2 separate regions of the Sus scrofa genome follow, and region 1 is linked to region 2. The links are chromatin contacts, called in public Hi-C maps. All regions are on one chromosome and are shown on one strand. Each heading gives the region's core, a stretch centred on a gene start, on an enhancer-like site or on the middle of the called end of the contact. The rest is flanking DNA. Distances are from core to core; before and after follow the strand shown.

The links. A called contact is a pair of places that touch in the nucleus more often than the background predicts.
Region 1: a contact with region 2 is called in a Hi-C map of liver, with 3 times the contacts expected there. The contact joins the promoter of TMED7 here to the promoter of TICAM2 in region 2. A contact is called at or near these places in 5 of 47 Hi-C or Micro-C datasets (alveolar macrophages, heart right ventricle, liver and 1 more) and 2 of 2 datasets of contacts at active chromatin or transcription factors (alveolar macrophages and skeletal muscle).

The regions. Positions count from the first base shown.
Region 1 is chr2:119,802,258-119,808,523 of Sscrofa11.1, reverse strand. TMED7 (transmembrane emp24 protein transport domain containing 7) reads left to right here and starts at 4,118. Exons shown (of 3, transcript NM_001202540.1): 1 at 4,118-4,668. The coding sequence starts at 4,474.
Region 2 is chr2:119,759,003-119,765,504 of Sscrofa11.1, reverse strand. TICAM2 (toll like receptor adaptor molecule 2) reads left to right here and starts at 4,746. Exons shown (of 1, transcript NM_001204351.1): 1 at 4,746-6,502. The coding sequence starts at 4,746. The coding sequence ends at 5,459.

The sequences.
Region 1 (6,266 bases), core at 2,869-5,368, 44 kb before region 2:
TAAAATTCAGGTATCCCTCACTTTCTGAGTTCCCACCAACTGAAGATTACAAACAATTTCACTCCAAATTCACTCTGAATCAAAACCCATACATGCAATTAATCTACATGCACCTGCCTGCCAAATATGTATGTTAGAATACACATCTGGAGCAGAGGATGCAGAGAGCACTGCAGCCCTAGCTCAGACCTTTTCCTGATAGGCTGGATCCTTGCTCATGTTGTTTACATGGGCTGTATATTGTAAATATCTTCACATTATTAAAGAATTATGATTTGAACATTGATTCAGCCCCTAGCCTGGGAACCTCCATATGCCATGGGTGCAGCCGCAAAAAGACAAAAAAATTAATCATTCAATTATTTAACACTTGATGGGCTTATCAGTGGTATGTTTGTATATAGCTCTCAAAGATACTATACAGGATCAGATATGAGTTGTTTCTTTCTACACTGCAATGAACATGCACATAATGTGCTGTATGGATATTATCTCATTTAATCCTCTCAGTACCTCCAAAATAGGTATTATTATCTGCTTTTTATGGATGGAAAAATTAGGTATCAGAAAGATTAGGTCATTCACCCATGCTTCATTGCTCAGGTATCAGAAAGATTAGGTCATTACCCAAGCTTCATTGCTCAGGGGGTAAGGACATAGCATAGTTTGCAGACTCAGCTCGGATATGGCGTTGCTGTGGCTGTGGTGTAGGTTGGCAGCTGTAGCTCTGATTTGACCCTTACAAATAAAGGTTAATTCATTTTCTGTCTTTATCCAGAAGAGTAGATTGCTTGCAAAAAGGAACACGATTCTTCCCACACACCCACCTGCCTACTTTTGCAAAGTGTCTATGCTGGATTTACATTATTAGCTGTGCTAGATGAATGGGTTAAGAAGATGTGGTATATATACACAATGGAATATTACTTGGCCATAAAAAAGAATGACATAATGCCATTTGCAGCAACATGGATGGAACTAGAGACTCTCATACTAGGTGAAGTATGTCAGAAAGAGAAAGACAAATACCATACGATGTCATTTCCATGTAGAATCTAATATATGGCACAAATGAACCTTTTCACAGAAAAGAAACTCATAGACTTGGAGAAGAGACTTGTGGTTGCCAGGGGGAAGGGGGAGGGAGTGGGATGGACTGGGAATCTCGGGATAATAAATATAAACTATGGCATCTGGAGTGGATGAGCAATGAGATCCTGCTGTATAGCACAGGGAACTATATCTAGTCACTTATGATGGAACATCATGGACGATAATGTAAGAAAAAGAATATGTATATATATATGTGTGTATGTGAGTGGGTCACTTTGCTGTGCTGTAGAAGTTGACAGAACATGGTAAACCAACTATAATGGAAAAAATAAAAACCATTAAAAATAAATAAATACATAAATAAATAGCTGTACTAATTAGCTAAGCTGGAACTAGTCTTTCCCAGAATTCCATTCCCTACATAGCTGGAAGTTAGTGAGCCACAAGGGACATTTGAAAGATGGAAGTGAGGAAGCAGCAGCGATACTTCTTTATACACCTGAAGCTTCTCTGGCTCTGAGCCAGGAGCATGTTTAATTAACTTTATGAAGAATAACAGCAGCTTTTCCTGCAGATCCCTCATCACTGAAGTTGGAGGTTTAGAGGCAGGGAGAAAGTGAAGTGGGTTGTGGCCCATCCTCACATGCCCTATTTCTTCTTCTACTTCATATCCATCGTTCCTTTTTGACTGTTTTTTCCTGCAGGCTTCAGGCTCCAGAACCAGCCGAAGAAGCAGCAGCCTCCCATAGACTGTTTAACTGGCTCCCACAATTAACAGTCAAATTCATACAGTCAACTCCTTATATGTGTATATCCACATATATTTACCTTATAGAAATATAAAATATATTAATACTCAATATTATATTGAAATAACAGAATAGTATTCTCTCACAATTGTGGAGACCAGAAACCTGAAATTAAAGTGTTGCCGGGGTGGTTCCTTCTGGGGTCTCAGAGAGAATCTGTTCTGTGCTTTTGTCCTAGCTGTTGGTGGCTCTGGGCAATCCTTACTTAGCTTTCCTTGGCTTGTAGATGCATCAGTCCAATCTTTTTCTTTGTATTCACATGGCCTTCTCCCTGTGTGTCTGGGTTTGTGTGTTCAGATCTCCCTGTCCTTTCTCTTATGAGGACACCAGTCATTAGATTTAGGGTGCACCCTAAATCCAGGATGATCTCATCTTGAGATCCTTAATTACATCTGCAAAAAGCCTATTTCCCAGTAAGATCAAATTTACAGGGCCCAGGAGTTAGGACTGGGACATATTTTTTTTTTGGAGGGGTACACAATTTTACCTACTACATATGTCAGCATAGATAACATGTCTTAAAATGACAAAGAGCAGTACTGTCCAAATAAAAACTTAATGATAAGAGTGACATTGCTTTATATTTGTGTGCATCTCTGTAATATCTAGATTTGTACAAGAAGTTGGGTGTTCATCTGTTTTTATATTCAATGTCATACATTCTTTTGGTTGAGATGGATGATGAAAATCAAGCTGCACACAGATAATCTCAGACTCTCTGAAGCGGGTTCACAGGCTCCCAGAGGTCTTTGGGGCACACGTTGAGAACCACTGCTCTAAAGTATATACTTTAAAGCATATGCAAAGTGGAATTCCTAGGCCATATATATATATATATATATATATATATATATATCTCCCCTACTTTATTAAAGCTACACTGTTTTCCAAAGTCTTTGTGCCAATTTACATTTTCACCAGAAGTGTATGAGGGATCTCGTTGCTCTGCTTACTCACCAACATGTGGTATTACTGTATTTTTTAAAATTTGCCTCTCTGGTAGTGTATACTGTTTTGCATCGGGGTTTTAATCTTATTCATTCATTCATTCTTTGTTTGCCATTTGATGTCTGAAGAGGAGGTTTTGAAGAGCAATGTTAGTTGGCAAAAGTCAAGAGTTAGAAAATAGAACTGGTATTCTACTTTGAAATTCAGTCTTCTTTCCAATCGAAGACACACACTAGTTCTTTTTCTGGCCTAGTTCTCAGGAAGATGCAGTCTCCCCCAAATCCCTTCTCCTTGGGGCTCCCCTCCCCTGTAGAAGCTCTGGACACAGCAGGCCAGTGAAGTCCTCCATGCCCCCCCCATCAACACACGTCCATCTCTGCGCTAGCCTTCCCACCACCCCCTCACTTCCTTGCGGGTCTCCTACCTACAGTGCCTCCATTTCCTTCTCATAAAACCATCTACCTACCCTCAGCTGGCCATTCTTAAAGGGCATGAGCCTCACCATGATGACTTATTTTTTAAAAATATAATAACTAATTCGTGGTTCTATACAGAAGAAAATGGATAATTTAAGAAATCAACATCTGTTAGCTACTATTAATATCACTATAATTTTTAAAGCACAAACCAGTGGTGTAATCTCAGACAACTATATTAAAATTTTCTAATCCTGAATTTCCTCACGACTAAGATAGGCATAATAATACCTACCGTATAGAGTTGTTTGAAGGATCTGTGTTTACTACAGTGCGTGATGATAAGCGCTCAAGAGATGTTTTTCATCTCGCAAAAGCTTATCTAGTGCTTACCACATGACAACCACTCTTGTAGGGACTTTTTTCAAATATCGAAGCCTTGTAATAATCCTACAGATGCAAAGACTGAAGCAGGGAGGTTAAGCAACGGGTCCAAGGTCACAGTAAATAGAGTAGAGATTAGAACTCCTGCAGTCCAGCGAGAATTCAGGCTCCTTGCTAAACTGCTTCCCCCCAAATTTGTTATTATGTGTAAGAAAACTCTCTGCGAACCGCAAAGCAAAGCGCTCTACCACCGGCGATCAGCCCCTTAGGGCAGAATGAGCTCTTCTTCACTCTCGGAGCTCCCCCAGCGTTCAGCTCCCACAGAAAAAGAAGCTGCAGGCGGGTAGCTCCTACTGCCAGCCGCCCGCCCAGCGTCGGCAGCAGCCGGCCACACCCCCCGCCCTGGCCCCGCCCCGCCACGTTAACCACGCTGGTCCCGCCCCTCGGCCCAGAAGGCGGGGGAGGCCGAGCTGACGCCTCGCGAGCTTCCACGTACGCACTCCACCGCGTCTCCCGGCGGCGGGGGAGAGCACATCCGGGTCGCTAGAGCAGGTGCCTCAGGCCCCGCCCCTTTACCCCCGTTCTAGTCTGCACTAACAGCCATCTCGGGCCTTTTCCGCTTTTCGTCTGCCGGCTTTATCTCTGTTCCCCAGGTCGTTCTGGGCTCGAGGCCCCAGTTCCTCAGCAACCTTCCTCCGCCCCAGCGACTCGCTTCTCACCCCGAATCTCTCCGAGGCTCGGAGCAACTCTGCTGTGCGTCTTCGCGGTGCCTCCCGGGCTGAGGCCTGCCGCGCTCAGTGAGTCTGTGCAGACCTGACCCCGCGTCTCCCCCGCAGCTCGGTTGAGGCCGCCGCCGCCTCACGATGCCCAGACTGGGCTCTGCGCAGCGCTGGGCGGCCGCCGCGGGCCGTTGGGGCCACAGGCTGCTCGTGCTGCTGCTGTTGCTGGTGCCGGGGCCCGGCGGCGCGTCTGAGATCACCTTCGAGCTGCCCGACAATGCCAAGCAGTGTTTCTACGAGGACATCACGCAGGGCACCAAGTGCACCCTCGAGTTCCAGGTATTACGGGCACAGACAGCCCCGGGCCCCTGTTCGCGGTTCCAGGTCGGGGCTGTGACTGCTAGGTGCCCCTTTCTCCTGTCCGAGTTTCTTCGTTCTTTGGCTAATTCAGGAATCACCCCTAGGTTGCTGATGCAGAGCATTTGGCTTTCGTCCCCAAAACTGTGTGCAAGAAACATTTAAGACCTGAGAGTAAGGCATAGGATGTCCAGAAATACTTTGTGTGGTCGTGTCTTTTGCTTCCTTTCTCTAATGTTCTTCATTTCAAGACCTTTTGAACTTTCTTTTTTAGAAGAGTCTCCTTTAAAAAAAATTCTGTCCTGTTCTCTTCTGTAGTGTCTAACATTCTGCGGTCCATACCTCCACTTTCATCAGATTCGAAGTGCTTTTCAGATTTTCCATCAATATGAGGACTATTGGTTAATGCTCTCTGTCATTGGAAGAGCTCAGTTTCAGACCAGATGACTATCTGCCAAAGGTGTTGTAGAAGGAATCGCTGTGATAAATGACAGGCCCTTTCTCATCTTTGGGATTATATAAAAGTATTGATTTAACAGAATGTATTTTTTTAATTGGTTAGAACAATTTTTTCGTTGTTGTTTGCTGTTGGCCTTAAAATATTTGAACAGCTATTGAGTATTAGGTGCTGGTGATACAGAAGTGATCAGAATAGATAGGGTCATTTTTTTTATTCCCTACCCTCCTACTCTTCATTTCTTAATTAGTACCTGCTTATTCATCAGAGTTGTGTTTTCAAAGCATAGAGTCTGGTCTTTGGACTCTATGAAGGCTTCCTTTAGGAGGTGATTTGAAGCTGAACTGTCAAGGATGAATTGGAAATACTTTGGTAAGGGGGAAAGTGGAGTAGCCTTTGCATGGTCCCATGCAAACTGTGGAAACAGTGACTGGGGAATTTGAGGACCACATAGAGGTCCTATAGAGCTGGCATTAAGGAGCCAAAATAGGGCTGGTTAGCAGGGGCCAGACCATATAGTGCCCAGAAACCAGTGTAAGGATTTGTTTTTTCCTAGGTTGTGAAAGCCGTCATAGGATTATAAGCAGTGCAGTGACAAAATCTAAGTTTTCTTGGTAGTTGTGTAGATATTAACTTGTACAAGTAGAGAAGGTGTTATGGTGTGTTGCAGAGTAATATGGAATACTGATTAGGAAGCTATTGTGGTGGCCCAGGCTGAGACAAGGATGATATAGCAGTGGGGAAGAGGAGTGAAAGGATGGGAGCTATTTAGTAGCTAAAAATCAACAGGGCTTGGTGATGATTTGGCTATAGTGGGGAAGGGAGGGAGGCCAGGGATGACACTTAGACTTGCTTAACTTAATGGGTTAGGACCAGGGGACAGAGAAGATAATAGCCAAAATGGTAATATAAAGTGTCAGTGAAAATGTCGTTTGCATTTAGCAAGGATTTCTTGATTTCTTACATATGCAGATACTGTGTTGGTGGTAAGGATACTACCACTACTCTTAGGGACTAAAAAATGAATGTTTGTTAGGTGGCAGGCAGTATACCAAGCATTTCAAGTTTGTTACTTAATTCTTAGGACAACTCAATCCTAAATAGGTATAATTTTTTTTTTTTT
Region 2 (6,502 bases), core at 3,497-5,996:
TTTTTGTATACTTGCCAACTATGCGTTTTTTCCATGCTGTTCTTTTCATCTTACTCCCATTGAATGTAAGGGATTCCACTGGCACTTTCTTTTGCTTCGATATAAACTGAATGCATTCTTGACTCTCTTTCCCTCTTATCTTGGACCTGTTGGTCTTCCCTTCAGAGCTTCAGTTTAAAGGCTCCATTCCGGTGTGTTGTATTTTTCCACATTTCTGTTTGCTGTAAAGGGATGTCGTTAGTTCAGTTGAGCTGTGGGCCATAGTAATTGGTAGTTTTGGTCTTAGGCCTTTTCTGGAGGCAAAGGTTAAAGGTGGGGGTTTCATTCTGTCAAGGTAAAAGCAAAAAGCCAAAAAAAAAAAAAAAAGGGTTCAATCTTAGAGAGGACAGCAGTTTGGCCAAATCTGTCACCATTGCAAATGCATTTGTCCTTTGAAATAGAAATCTCATTTGGGAAAATTATTCTACAGATGACCTTGCACATAAATGAAATGACATTTGTACAGGGTTATTCACTGCAATATTGTTCATAATAGTAGTAGACTAGAAACAGGTCATATTCAAGAACAGGGAATGATTATGTTACCTTCACATGCTGGGAGATTGTGTCATAAATAATAGTGAAGAAGTTCTGATGTGTGCTGATGTGAAATGCTCTGAGGTTATATTACTGAGGAGAAAAGCAAGTTATTTACTGCTGTTTGGAAATACACATGTATGTATATACATACTTATATATGATATATATGTATATACGAGACACTTTTTTTTTTTTTGGTCTTTTTGGGGCTGTACCTGTGGCATATGGAGGCTCCCAGGCTAGGGACTGAATAAGAGCTGTAGCCATCAGCCTACACCACAGCCACAGCAATGTGGGATCAGAGTGACATCTCGACCTACACCACAGCTCACAGGAATGCCAGATTCTTAACCCGATGAGCAAGGCTAGGGATCAAATCTGTGTCCTCATGGATGCTAGTCAAATTCGTTTCCGCCGAGCCACGATGGGAACTCCTATATGATACTTTTTTTAAAAAGGAAAGAGATAAATATATATTCATGAAGAAATATTGGAAGGATATAGGAGAAACTAATAAAAGCGGTCGTCTCAGGAGCCATGGAGGTAACAGGATAGATGGAGAAGACAAGGGTGGGAGTGAGACTTTTCCACATAAATATTTTCAAAGTTAACCTTTTCTTAAAAGGTAAATAAAGGAGTTCTCCTGTGGCATGATAGGTTAAAGATCTGGCATTGTCACTGCAGTGGCTTGGGTCACTGCTCTGGTGCAAGTTCAGTCCCTAGCCTGGGGAATTCCACATGCCAGAGGCATGGCCAAGAAAAAGTAAATAAAAAATACACACACACAAGCACACAGTTTTGTTCCTGTGAACCATGATCCCATGTGCCTCTCCCTAGGAGCCACCTTCACTCTCCCCACACTTGACTAAGGGGAAGGAAGTAAAACCTGATACTGACTATCCCTGACAGGGGAGGAGGACTTTGGAGGGCTTTTCAGGATCCTGCTAGCCAGCCTGCTCCCTTCTGTCCTAGTGAAGCCCCTTGGTTGATGGTGCCAATTAGCTCAGGGTGAGCACAGGCAGGTTCTCCCCCTTCCTTCCAGCCTGGAGAACTGTCCAGATGAATCCTGACTGCTTTCCCATCTCTGAATCTCATAAAGGGTAGGAAAGGGCCATCTCCAGCACCAAACTTCCCACGTCTTTTCCCCTTGGCGATATCTTTTCTCCTCCACCTCCAAGTTAGGAGGTTATGGTGAAGTTCTCAGACATTGTCACCGACTTTCTTCTTGCTGGTCAGCTTAAGGTGGGAGTGGGTAGGAGTGCTTGGAAACTGGGACTTCATAGATTGCCACATCATAGATTTCTAGAGCATTTTGCTCTTTTTTGCTAACCATTTCAGAAAAATAAGCTACTTGCATTTACCTGCAGCAGCTAGTTGTTAATATAATGAGGTCAAGTTGGTTTAACAAATCTATCTCAGTGAATAAGTGAAAATCATTTTATATTTTTTAACCTTTTTAAAATTAAAATATAGTTGATTTACAATGTTGTGCCAATTTCTGTTGTACAGCAAAGTGACCCAGTTATACACACCACACACACACACATATATGTACACATTATTTTCTCATATTATCTTCCATCATGTTCTTCCAAGAGATTGGATATAGTTCCCTGTGCTGTACAGTAGGACCTCATTGCTTATCTATTTTAAATGTAGTAGTTTGCATCTACCAACCCCAAACTCCCAGTCATCCCACTCCCTCCCTCAACCCCCTTGGCAACTACAAGTCTGTTCACTATGCCTGTGATATGTTGCTGTTTTTTTTTTTTCTTTTTATCTTTTTACATGATTTTATGTCTCTGTTTTGTGGACAGGTTATTTTGTGCCATATTTTATATTCCATATATAAGCAATATAATATGGTATTTGTCTTTCTCTTTCCAACTTACTTCGCTTAGCAAATTTCTTTCTTTCTTTTTTTTTAAGGGCCACACCTATGGCACATGGAATTTCCCAGGCTAAGGGTAAAATGAGAGCTGCAGCCACCAGCCTATGTCACAGCCACACAGCAATGCCAGATGTGAGCCACATCTGTGACCTATGCTGCAGCTTGCGACAATGCCAGATCCTTAACTCGCTGAGCGAGACCAGGGATTGAACCCACGTACTCATGGATACTAGTCTGCTTCATTACCACTAGGCCACAATGGGAACTCCTGATTTACTTCACTTAGTATGAGAATCCCTAGTTGCATCCATGTTGCCACAAATGGCATTATTTTGTTCTTTTTTTATGGCTAAGGAGTATTCTATTACATGTATGTACCATATCTTCTAATCTATTCATCTGTTGATGGACATTTAGTTGTTTCCTTGTCTTGACTCTTATGAGTAGTGCTGCTCTGAACATACAGGTGCATGTATCTTTTTGAATTGTAGTTCTGTCCAGATATATGCCCAGGGGTGGGATTGCTGGATCATATGCTAGTTTTATATTTAGTTTCCTGAGGAACCTCCATACTGTGTTCCATAGTGGTTCTATCAATTTACATTCCTACCAACAGTGTAGGAGGGTTCCTTTTTCTCCACACCCTCTCTAGCAGTTGTTACTTTAACAGACACATTTCTCTGAATGGTTTAACAGTCTTTTTTTTTTTAATGCAGGGGAAGCTTCTCTCTGCAACTTGACATAGTAAAACTTTTTTCATTGATGCAGTATTAAAGTGAGCAGTTAATCTTAACTAGCGAAGAGAGTCCGAATTCATTTGGGTTTATTTTTTGGGATGTATGTATGTAGCCTTGGAGGGTTGTCATGCCTTAGACCACCACTTGGTGGCTGGCACAATATAGTGTGGATCAGAACCTGAAGAACAGGCAGAATCAATGACAGCCAGTAGCCAGTGATTTCTTCACTATTCAGTGGCAGTAGCAAACCCTTTCACTCCTTATTTACATTAGAAAGAAATTCTGTATACGTTTTTCCTTATTTTTTCTTCCCATAACAGTTTTTCACCATTTGATGAACGGTTTCATCTAAACTTGAATTATTTTGGCATATGTAGCTGGTACTTATGTCATTATGAATAAGATTCTAATTTCTTCTTGATCTCTGATCTTTGCTCATGAACAATATATAAAAATCCTTTGGAATATAGCCTATGGGCCCATATTTGACAACATGTATTTTATACTTATCTATTCTGAATTTTCTGTCTTTTGATGAAAGTACCCCCTTGAAACTGCTTATTTGGGTATTAACAATACTGCAGCATTAGATTCACATGGAGTATCTCTCTTTCACAGCTGATCTAATTCTTCTACTCTGAGTTTAGGCCTTTTAAAATAAAAGAATGATACAGACTATGATCATTATTGATTTCCCTGGAAATCACAAGGCTTTGTTTCCAGATTACACTTCCAAACCAAGATGTTACTTTTTTTACCTGGGTGCAGAAATATGTTTTCTTAATTATTCCCAGGATTAGCTGGAAAAAGATATTCCTTACTTTTTGCAAAAGTTTATTAGTTTCTGCACCAGCCCCAGTACAACAATCCCTGACCCTAGACCAAAAAAAAAGAAAAGAAAAAAAAAGAGAAAAAGCTCTGAACCGGTGAATCCTGAGCAACATTTCATTTAACATTTCAGATCTTTTTATTCTGAGTCAGCAGAGCTGCCTATTAGCTGTCTTTAGGGTATTTGTATTCTGTTTTGTATTTGCATTTGAAACAAAAATATGTTTTGAAGTTAATATGAATATTTTGTTTCTTTTAGTTTTCCTGTTTCTAGTTTACACAGTAATTTGGTTATGGAGAAGTTGAATTTAAACTCCATATGAGTAGAGTGATACGGTCCCTTTTCGCTAACACACCAAAGTAATTTAACTGGAGTTTATAATGCCAATATAATACCATTTAAAGTTTCCAAACATCTCCTTTTATATTAAACCGGACCCCTGTGTTTAACCTACCCCTGCCTACCTGTGGTAGCCCTTGTGGAACTCAAACAAGACAAGTGACTTCATCTCCAATGATCTCTTTGACATTTTCTTCTTAGAAAGCTATATATTATAATCTTTTTGAGGTTTGCAGGTTGAATGAGATTTTCCATTTTAATTGTTTTGATGAAATTTACAGTAGTCTTCTGCTTTGTTATTTCTCCTTTTAGGATGAAAAGAAATGCTGAGAAATAAATAAAGCTTTCCTTTCTGACTTGGATATTTATAATGGGTATCGGGAAGTCTAAGACAGATCCCTGCCTTCTTTCTCTCTCTTGGAGTAAAAGCCACGGTGTGGATACAAGTCAAAAACCTCACGAGACAGATTGCACGATATCTGAGGAAATCCCCCTGCATGGTGGCGAAGATGTTGCATGTAGCAGTTCAGCAGAGATGCCAACAGGAGAGCAGGAGGGAGCTGACGGAGTGGAAGAGATGCCTGAAGAGGAAGCAGAAGAAGAGGTGTTCCTCAAATTTGTGATACTACACGCAGAAGATGACACAGATGAAGCCCTCAGAGTCCAGAATCTGCTGCAAAATGACTTCGGGATCAAACCTGGAATAATCTTTGCTGAGATGCCGTGTGGCAGACAGCATTTACAGAATTTAGACGATGCTGTCAATGGCTCTGCCTGGACAATCTTGCTATTGACTGAAAACTTTCTAAGAGACACCTGGTGTAAGTTCCAGTTCTATACATCTCTCATGAACTCCGTGAACAGACAGCACAAATACAACTCTGTCATCCCCATGCGGCCCCTGAACAACCCCCTGCCCCGAGAAAAGACCCCCTTTGCTCTGCGAACCATCAACGCCCTGGAGGAAGAAAGTCGTGGCTTTCCTACACAAGTGGAAAGGATTTTTCAGGAGTCTGTGTATCAGATACAACAGGCTATATGGAAAGAGACCAGAAATCTGGTACAAAGACAATTGATTGCCTGAGATGGGACATATAACACATGGTGTGCCCTTGTTTTGTAAAGCAAATGGTTTCTCTTCACTTGAGAAAGCAAATTTCTAGGAAAAGTTTAAATGGAAGAGAACCTTGCTCTTAGGGGAAAACTGTAGAGCCCAAGAAAAATAGATTTTTGCAGGACACTCTATAGAATTGAGGTACTTTTGATGTTTCTCTAAACTTGCAATTGTCAGAGTTGCAAAACCTCTGATTCCTCTCACAGCTTTCCTAGTTCAACAAAGGATATTTTAAATTCACTTTTCTTGTATTGAACTTGAACAAGAACTTATATGATAGACATTTAAAAAAATACCATAACACTTTGATTTTGTTCTCAAAAGACACGTTGGCAAAACAATGGCCTTGAGAAATCTGACAGCTCTCCCTGTTGCGGCACCTCTCACGAATGTTGCAGGAAAGCCTTCCCAGTATTGTCGTCCAGAAATAGGGATAGCCAGATTAGTTCATTTGGAATGGTGAGAACTGATAAATGTGAAATGAAAAATAGATGTGAGAATGGTGGGCCTCTTTAAAATAATCCAATCCAATGCGTTTTCCTTTCAGCTGGAATTTGCAAAGTTGGAGGCAGTTCCCACCACTGATTGGTGGCCCATTTAACAATCTTGTGATTAGGACTCCATGCCTGGGGTTGAGATGACCCCTATAGCTGGAAACTCTCCATGTCAGTCTTCATCTGTGACCAGGGCCTTCTGAAAAGGTGTATGTGTCCCTGGCCAGATGTTCTTTAAAACCGGTAACCTCTTCTATGGCAACCATTAAAAATTCATCTCATTCACAATGCTCTTATCATGGAAGTATTTCTCAGATGATCAGTGTAGCCTAACTACTCTGACATACGTACGTGTGTGTATGTGTGTGTGTGTGTGTGTGTGTGTGTGTTTGAGGTCATGGGGGGGGATTGTAGGTTATTCTTGGACGTGGGATAGAAGCAGATGTGTTTTATGGCCTCCTCCCTAGTGTCTCACACTTAACAAGCCAGAAGCCCCAAACCAGACTCACCCACTCCTTT